2 separate regions of the Mus musculus genome follow, and region 2 is linked to region 1. The links are chromatin contacts, called in public Hi-C maps. All regions are on one chromosome and are shown on one strand. The core of a region is the stretch at or near the end of the contact, and the rest is flanking DNA. Distances in the headings are between cores, read along the strand shown. Region 1 has its middle 21 kb from the start of Gm36817. Region 2 has its middle 53 kb from the start of A530021J07Rik.

Evidence for each region. Hi-C and Micro-C count contacts between places; a contact is called where the count stands out from the background.
Region 2: a Hi-C map of cerebral cortex shows a contact between it and region 1, with 1.8 times the contacts expected there. The contact joins two enhancer-like sites. A contact is called at or near these places in 4 of 484 Hi-C or Micro-C datasets (cerebral cortex, cortical neurons, embryonic stem cells and 1 more) and 2 of 115 datasets of contacts at active chromatin or transcription factors (both in embryonic stem cells).

What each region holds. Positions count from the first base shown.
Region 1 is chr7:83,014,273-83,019,074 of GRCm38.p6, forward strand. No RefSeq gene overlaps it. Among named protein-coding and RNA genes, the nearest start is that of Gm36817, 21 kb to the right of the region's middle. Within about 2 kb of position 2,504, at least 20 of the 459 cell types and tissues checked have an H3K27ac peak or open chromatin away from gene starts, as enhancers often do. A contact at or near this core is called in cerebral cortex and cortical neurons, where this site is marked.
Region 2 is chr7:83,198,977-83,203,778 of GRCm38.p6, forward strand. No RefSeq gene overlaps it. Among named protein-coding and RNA genes, the nearest start is that of A530021J07Rik, 53 kb to the left of the region's middle. Within about 2 kb of position 2,890, at least 71 of the 459 cell types and tissues checked have an H3K27ac peak or open chromatin away from gene starts, as enhancers often do. A contact at or near this core is called in cerebral cortex and cortical neurons, where this site is marked.

The sequences.
Region 1 (4,802 bases), core at 1,254-3,753:
ACTTCAGAAGTCAAATCCTTCCCCTAGTCCGGGAATGTTTTTAACTTGATTTGACTTTTACCATTAAAGACTCTCTCTGTGCTAATTGGTGAGCTTCATGTTGATCAGGTACTCAGATGTTTAGTGACTTCCTCTGTTCTCTTGTACTTGCTTTTTAATTATTTTAAGTTAGTATGAAAATAGTGGGTTCCATTAAAACACACACACACACACACACACACACACACACACACACACACACACACACACTTATTTAATCTGTATTTATATATGAAGGTGACCCTTTTTCTCTTCTTTCATGTTAGCCTCTTTTTTGGTCTTCCTTTTATGCCTTCCCCTCCCCTCTCACAGTTCCTTTCTGCTTTCATGTCCTTCCTTCCCCCACCCCCCTCCCTCTTCCTCCCTCTCCCTTCCTCTCCCTCTCCCTCTCCCTCTCCCTCTCCCTCTCCCTCTCCCTCTCCCTCTCCCTCTCCCTCTCCCTCTCCCTCTCCCTCTCCCTCTCCCTCTCCCTCTCCCTCTCCCTCTCCCTCTCCCTCTCCCTCTCCCTCTCCCTCTCCCTCTCCCTCTCCCTCTCTCTCTCTCTCTCTGTGTGGGTATGTGTGTGGTGTATAAATCCAGACTCCATATGTGGGAGACACCATATGAGGAACAATATCTTTCTGAATCTGGCTTGTTTTTATGAGTCTCAGTCTGGATGTCTGACATCTAAAGGGGAAAGATAAAGACAGGAAAAAGGAAACATTAAGTCCATCTTTCTGCAAGTGTGTGACATGGTCACTCACCTAAGCATCTTCACCTCCATGCTGTGAAACAGACATCAGTGCTCAGAGCACAAGGCTTGGAAGGCAGGTTCTCGATCACTTATCACTGCTTCTCAAGGCTGCATGGCAGCTGTTCCAGAGACATGTGGCCTGCAGCACTGGAGGGTGTGAAATGAGTGACCAAGAGCAGAGATGGATGGAGCCTAACTGCAGTTTGCTGGGTGTGCCTTCCTCTGGAAGATGCGCAGTCTTGACAGACTCCAGTTTTCTGTGGTCACAGCAGACAGGCTCTGCCAGTGAGCCTGTTCTCAGGGAGGAAAGGCAGGTTCCTGGCTCTTTCTTCCCACTGTCTTCCCAGAATCCAGAAGATGTATTCTGATGCATTTTGCATTAACTCTTGGATCCCCTGTGAAAGGCAACTGGGAGGGCGTTAGTGACCTGCCAGCCTGTGGATGAGCGAGCTCTCACAGCTCACAGTAGGATTCTCGGGGGGCTTTTGTTGTTTGCTTTTACCTTTTTATCCCCAACACAATTAGGGTGTCATTCTAGCTTCTTTGAAAGGCCTTTGACATTGGATAAATTCTTATTTGTAGCCACAGAAACAGGATGAGATGGACGGCGTCATGAATAATTTCAATGAATATTGCAAAAGCCCCCTTCTCTAAAAGCTGAAGTAGCTTCCAGCAGAATAGTGTGTTTTTGGACGTGTGGCTTCCTCTCTCTCCTCTGCAGTCATTATATTTAAAACCCAAATTTGAATTCTTTAAAAAGCCAATGTGCAAATTCCCTCAGATCACTTATGTATTTTTTTTTTTTCGAAAAAGGAATCGCTTCCTTCCTCCCTTGGCTATGAAAATTAACCAAGGCCCTGTGCAGGCCTTGGCTGCCACCAGCAGAGCTGCAACGGGAGAGCCCAGGTGCCTGGGGAGCCTCAGCCAGTGTGTGTGTGCCTCACGCTCAGTCAACATGGCTCATTAACAGCAGAGAGAAGATTGTGAGACTCAGGGTAGCTTTAAAAGCCTCATACCTTATAAAATCCAATTACTAGTTAGAGTGAATGGTGATGTTAAATATAGTTGTTCCACTATAAAAGGTATGAAAGCATCCCTTAATAGGAACTGAATGCAGCTTTCAAAAATGCATTTTGATTAGAAAACAACAATAACAACAACAACCCCCCAGAAAACAAAACAAAACAAAACAAAAACCCCACAAAAACCAAAAAAACCAAAAATATCAAGCAAATGAGACTAACTCCGCTAGTTTCTTCAGTCTGTTCAACTGTATTTCTATATATATATGTATAGCTATATCTGAAAGTGCATATTCACAAACACACCTATATGTATCGTTTATGTGGGTCAGAGAAGGGATATTTCGGATGGAGTTATAATCAATGTCTATGTCTAATTAGAGGAGAGGTACTACCTGGCCCCAGGTATGTAACATTTCATACTGATGTGAACACAGAGGTGTAACCTGGAGTTAGAAGCTCATAGGCTCTGTGTGGAGCTGTGGATAGGGTGGGGGTGGGGGACTGCATGGAGCAAAGGGCCTCAAATCCCCTTTAGGGATGGATGTCAGTCTATTTCCCAAGGCAACCTTCCTCAGTCCCTTCTTCCCAAGAGTAGCTGCTGCAGAGCTGGGCCCGTGTTGCTAAGTAGACTGCTTTTCTTGGGATGAACATCTTCCTGGAGATGTCATCTAATTTTAGGTTGCAGGGGATGAGAACGACGCAGCAGACTCTGGCAGGAAGCAGGTGTCAGATCTTCTCCTTCACACTCTACTTGGAGATGCAGCTAAGGAGGGCACTGGGAGGCTCTGTTGCTGACAGGAAAGGTTGAGAAAGACACAAATCTCCACATGGATGGAGCATGGATCCTAGCAGAGCCAGGACCCGGCTGCATCTGAGCAATTGGCAAAGTATTTCTGCCCAAATCCCACAGGTCAAGGGAGCCAGGGAATCACTCTGCAATGAATGTTGTGTGAGCATCTGCATACGAAGGTACAAGCAAGAGAAGATATGAGGGAGAAATGGCAGGGGACAGGGAAAGCTTCATTTATTTTTCAATTTCTCTTGGTAAATTTAAGCTTCTATTAGTATGAAGTGGACACTGCACTGGGTGATCGCAGAAGCTGTCTTCAATACAACTTTGTTACAAGATGGCAGTTAGGGCTGGAGGGATGGCTCAGCTGTTAAGATCACTAGATGCTTCTACAGAGGACCTGGGTTTAACTCTCAGAACCCATATGGTGGTTCAGAACCATCTGCAACTCCACTTCTAAGGTATCTGACACCTGCCTCAATCTGGACTCCCAGGGCACTGAACACATGTGCTGCACAGATACTAATGCAGGCCAAACACCCACATATACAAAATAAAATAATGATGAAGTAAAAACCATAAAACAAAGCCCAGTGCCCCCAGCTGTTGAGATAGTCCAATCACTGAAGTGATTGTCATACAAATATGAGGACCCAAATGAAGTTCCCAGAGTGCATACAAAAATGGGAACACTGGATGTGATGGCATGTGCTTACAATCCTGGCCCTGGAGGTGGAGACGGGCAGATTCAGGAGGCTCAGTAGCCAGACATCTTGACGTACTTGTTGAACTCCTTCCTGGTCAGTGAGAAACTCCTGACTCAAAAGCCAAAGAGAACAAAACCCAAGGTTAACATCCGATTTCCGTATGTAAGCCTACACATGCAACTACACCCATGCCCACACACCCCACACACAGAGGCACATAAACACAGACACTCACAGACACACAGACATACTTACACATAGACATACACACAGATACGTACACAAATAGACAGGGACACACTGACAGACATACACACAGACGTACACACAGACATACATACATACATACATACAGACAGACAGACACACACACATACTACTTTTTACTTTGAGGTGAGAGATTACCTATAGATTGTCAATAGTTTTAAAAATGCTCTCTTTCTTTGCCCTCATTCCCTTCCTCACATTCGGATGACCACCCAGACCCTCCTCCATCTTGACACTCATTCCTTCACTCTTATATTCTCTCCCAAACATTATTATTTGCCAAATAGCACAACTGGTAAAGCAATAAAAGAGAAACAAGCCATTTATTTCTCTTTTTTGTAAACTTATTTATCAAAAATACCTCTATCGATATTTTGATAGCCTAGAAAGATAACACAAGTTTATTAGAATAGATTTACAGTGATAAACAGGTGTGAAAAATAATGATTACTTATAATGTCATTGTCATGATTACTGTGATATCCTGGATTACTGTGATAGACCTGGAACCCAGTGGTCAAGTTCTCAGGCCCTGACTCCATATGAATGTACTCAGTGTCAGATGAAAGATGCCCACAGGTACCACGGCATCTCAGAGCAGCTGCATATCTCTTGTAGTGTAGGCATCTCATGTTCAAAGTGAAGAATGAACCTGGAGTCAGAGAGTTAATTTATCTCTGGGACTCTCATATTGTCATCTTGTATTCTTGCCATTTTGTCAATCAGAAACCATAATGCCAGCAGTGAGTGTGTCCTTGGAAAACCCTGAGCCTAACACTCCTTAAGCGGAATTTCTTGAAATTATTATTATTATTATTATTATTATTAATTAGGCATGAGTGTCATGGTGAATATGTGGAGGTCAGAGAATGTGCAATCAGTTCTCTCCTCCCACCTTTAAGTGAGTCAAGGGAATTGAACTCAGGTTGTCAGGCTTAGATTGTTGGACAGCAAGTGTCTTTAGCCACTAAGCCATCTTACCAGGCCCAGAGTGGACTTCTGACTTCTCTTCTAAGCATATTTTTTCATCATGGTTTTCTGTCGTACTTTATGCATCTACAAATCATCCAATTGCACAACCAAGAACCTAGCCATTGTTCCTCCTGCCTCTCTTTTCATTTCTATCCCCACAGTAGGGCAGGATCAGCTTCTCTTCCTGATCATCTCAGTAGTTCCTACACCACTCTCCCTCTCCATGACAATACTGTTTATCACCAGTAAAGGATCTTTATAAAGGCTTG
Region 2 (4,802 bases), core at 1,640-4,139, 190 kb after region 1:
CAACCAAGTCAAGAGCAAACCTACAGCATGGTACATTTTATTGTGCATCTTGTATAACTTTCCCTAGGAAATTTTAAACACTTGTACAATGAGCTAATTAAAGATTTTAAACACAGGTGCTGTAGTTTAAAAGTGAAATGTCTCACACAGGCTCATGTGTTTGAATACTTGGTCCCTAGTTGGTGACACCATTTTGGAAATCTATGGAACCTTTAGGAGGTGCAATCCTGCTGGAGGGTACATGTCACTGTCAGGGTGGGTCTTTTGGTTTTATAGCCCCATCCTATTTTCCGTCTATTCTGTGCTTCCTGGTTGCAGAAAAAAAAAACATGGCCAGTCTCCTCACGTTCCTGTAGCCAGCACTTCCTACCCTGTGAACTATACTCACAAGCGATGAGATAAAACAAGCCTCTTTTCCCTAATGTTGCTTCCGGCTACATATTTAGTCACAGCAAACAGAAAAGTATTGAATGCCCTAAAACCTACCACTTCTTGGCTGACTCCTAATATCCAGTAAATCTAATGTAAGGCTGATTTTTCTTGCATTGTAAAACATGCATTATAATAATAACACTCACTGCTTAGCGGGAGAGGATTATCTGTTAGTGTAATTGTTTCCTGCAATGGAAATCTGACTGCCTTGCATGCTAGGTTTAAGGTCTGCATAGCATAACTATGGTTTCTCACAGGGATCCCAAAACTTGGTCTCCCATCTCAGGTAGATTTGTCCCTGCAGTAAGATGTTCCTTCTGGCCTTGGGTCTCACTCCTGTATGTGTCTCAGCCTGAGACCCCTCCCAGATTTTGTCCTGGAATGGGTCCCTATATATTATTTAGTTGACTTGTTTTAAAAGTCCAGGATACTGCTAGTATGCATAGATGTGTGACTATGGCTGTAGATCCCCCTATTTGTGCGATAGTCTTGGAAATACCAGGTTTCCCCAAAATAGTAGAAGTATCACCCTCATTACCCACCTCTCATGCTGGTTTAGAAAGGAGAGTGTCTCCCAGCTATACATCAGGAATTCCTGAAAGGTGGGCTCAGGGGCATAATGAAATGTATGTTCTTAATTAATTAATCACTTACCTCGCTCCTGCTTCCTGTTAGATGGAGGGATGCCGGCCTTTGAGCCCAAGGTGGATCCTCTGAGTTGCCTGCTCTGAAGAAGTAGTAGTTTGCAGGCATCAGTTGGGAAAGAAAACTCTAGTAAGGATCATTTGTCTGCCCCTGCCTTGTTCTAGTGTTCACCTCATCTTTACTGGTTAACTAGAACTCTGTCATCACAGCCCAAAACAAATCCCAGATGACTTCCTCGACAGAATTTAGGCTCTCGGTTCTGGAAGTAGATGCCTTCAGAGGGGTGCAAGAAGTAATCTGCTTTGTGCATGTCTCCTGGATTCAAAGACCTTGTTGGCAAAACTCTGACCTTTGCCTTGACATCTGTTTGGGTGGAAATCTGGGTTTAAGTTTCTTCTCTAGATAAAAACAGCAGCCTCATGGGGTTGGAGGCTCAACCTACTCAGTATGATTAGGTGTAAACTGGGATATCTCATTGATCCTGATGGCAGCATTCAGCCTTACACTTTAACATATGATTTCTTGGGGCAGGGGGCAGGGATACACAGTTCTACAAAACTAACAAGAAAGAGGCCAGTGTTTAGCTTCACCGATATCTTTAAAGGAGTGCTATACCTTTAAGACTAGTGGTTACATGCAAAGCTGCTCAAACCACAGACGACAAATGAAAATGTGATCATATCTGTTAAATCCTAAGCCCCTACCCTCATATATTCTGTGCTCAGCTTAATTCCCCCTCAACCCCTCCAGTCTGATTTCTGTCCCAGACTTTAATTGCTAGGTTTATTTAATCTTTTGATTTCATTCACATGTGTGTGTGCACGTGCATGTGTGCCTGTGCATATGTGAACATGTACCTGTGCATAAGTGTGTGTGTGCATGTCTGTGTGTGTGTGTTTCTTGTGTGAGAGAGTATCATTCTGTACTCCAGACTGACCTGGAACTCATGGCACTTCTCTTGCCTTAGCCTTCTGAGTGCCGGGATTACAGGCATGAGCCACAATACCCAGGCACCAGTTTTAAAACACTCTTCCACTGAAGCCTCTGCAGTCCCAGTTTGGCGCCAGGTGGGTATTCTCATTTAATAAACATGAATTAGACTAAAATGGCTTTCGTGGATGCGATGTTTCATTGTTCAGATCTGATGGAAGTACAGCTGTAAGAACTTGGGGAGCTGCTTGTTTCCTGACTAGTGAATAGCATTTGGAATAATGACACTGTTGTGAGTCTACCTGGGACACGAAGAGCAAATCCCCAGCTTCCCCTCTGCATGCCCACCAGCTGCTCCTTCTTTGCTCTTCTTTTCAAGGGATGTGAGAAATGTTCACTCATTTCCTTTGTCCTGATGCAGGATTCTCAACCCTGGCACTGCTGACACTCTGGTCGGAAGAGCTCTTTGTTGTGGGTGAATGTGAAGCCTGTGCAGTGGAGACACTCCGCAGCATTGCTGCTCTCTGTCCTAGAGACATTAGTATGTTTCCAGGCATTGTCCCCGGCCAGGGATAGGGTTGGGGGGTGGGGGGGGGCAAAGTCACTCCCAGTCAAAAACCACTGTTAAAGTATGCAAAGTCACTTTGTAATTCTGCAATACCATGCGGGTGTGTAGCATTGATGCATGTATTACTTCCAGCAGCTGATTTCTGCAGAGATGGAAAAAAGGGCCGATTGCTTAAATAACTGACTTCAGAGCACAGTGCTCAGCTCCTTAGTCTGATGAGTTTAGATTAAACTGCCCTTGCCACAAGTTTGAAGCATGCTCAGATGGCAGAGGGTGTTTTACCCAAGTCGCCACTAGAGGACGTTTCTGCAGTTAGCAGAGCTGTTTCTGGGTAAAGAACACTGGCTGCAGCTTGTTTGCAGACAGTCCTTGTAAGACAATGCAAGAGCTTGCCTGCTTGCAAGGGAGGACCCCAGATCCATCCTACTGGGTGTTTATTTTATGCCAAACTCTATCCCCAGGGAGGTACTCTGCTCCCGAGGATGGGATGCCCATGTTTAAACAGCATGAAATACAGTGTGGATGCTCCCGCTCCACTTCCGTGGTCACAGGGGCTAAATAATCTCACTCACTCTGCCTGCCAACTGCAGGAGAGACTCAGTTAATGTAATTAAAGGAAGCGAGCGCTTGCCTCCTCCTTCCCAGTCTTATGTCTTGCTCTCTGTGCTCCATCAAGGAACAGCTTTAATGGTCGAGTGAAGGGCTCAGCCCAGTGCACCATGAACTGGAGATAATGTCTGGAGTCAGGTTAACTGAACTCTCCCGCCAGCAGAGTCCATGCCATCTGCCCATTTATTGACAGCCTTGTCAGCAAAAATCTGGAGTCTGAAGGTGGGCAGGCAGCCAGCATGCCTTCCACTGTCTCTCCAGCGTCTCGCTAGCAGATGTTGTGCTTCATGCCTGGAGCTGCTGTTGGCAAATCACTGCATGCTCATGTTATTTATCAGAGGGTGCAGGGAGGGCAGGAAGGGAGATGTGTTTTCCAGGAAGAAATTTGTATTCCCTTCCAGGTTTTCTGTAGATGTTAAAAAGGAGGAGAAGAAGAAGAAGAAAAAAACTACTGCTTGAAACTGACTTTGAAAAATGGGAATTAATCAGCTTATTGTTCAACACTGGAAAAACAAAATGGTTCCAAACCACACAGTTATTTGAGGAGCCAGTGCCCAAGTTCCATGGGTTATGTGGATTTGAACACTTGCATCTGCTCGTTATGATCTGCCTGGCCTTGGAGGGTGCTTTTTAATTGGACAGTCACACAAATACAAAGGAGTGGAGAGTGTTTCTTTTCAATATAGATAATACCACACTCACACTGAGTTCTTATCCCAAATGCCCAAAAAATCAGTCTGACTGTTTACCGAGTGAATAGAGATCTAGGTGCAGTTCTGTGACTAGACAATGCCTGCCTTCCTTTGACAAAGGAAATCTGTCTGGCTAGCTCTTTATAGTTTAAAGGAGGAAACAGGAAAAGAGGGACCTTTTAGAAGTGAAATTCAGCCTCTCTCCTAGTTTTGCATGTATGCCTTACAAGCCACTCTAAGTGAGTCCCTCTTGGAAAGCCTTGCAAAGGCTGCTTCATCCAAGGATGCTCTTGTAAAGCCCCCAGCTAGTGGTTCATTTGAGCTCTGTGTTCATCTAGTTATCCATGACAAAGAATGTCTTCTATCAGGAGATTGAAATGGGGTGGGAAGAAAAATTATTGGCCTCAAAAGACCGGGAGGGCCAGGGAGCCCTAGAGTGAGCACCCATAGTCCCTCACTGGGAGGATGGTGCTCCTTGTTTCTCTGTTGATAACTTATTCCCATGGTCATGAAAAGGGCAAAGTCTCGGCCCAGACATCAGAGAATTCACCAAGGAGAGGACTGAGGTTGTCCATGCAGATCCAGGAAACAGATTGGCACCTCCAAGGCATCAGAAACCCACTGTTAGGGATCCTGAATCTCGCCAGGGAAGGAGAAATGCTGGCAAGCTGCGCTCCACTGAGATGTTTCTCTGCACCACGCTGAGATACATCTCACTGGCTCCTAATGAAATGGTACCAAGCAGAAGGGAGACCATAAAAGCCCGAAGCAAGTGAACGCAAAGCACACCTGGTTGCAAGCCCCCCAAATTAACGTGGAATTGCCTTTCTCCTTGCAGGGAGCCCTACAGCCACAGCCCTGGGAATCACCACTTCTAGCACATGCATCGTGCCTTAGGATTTTAGCATTTCTGCCAGCCTCATTTT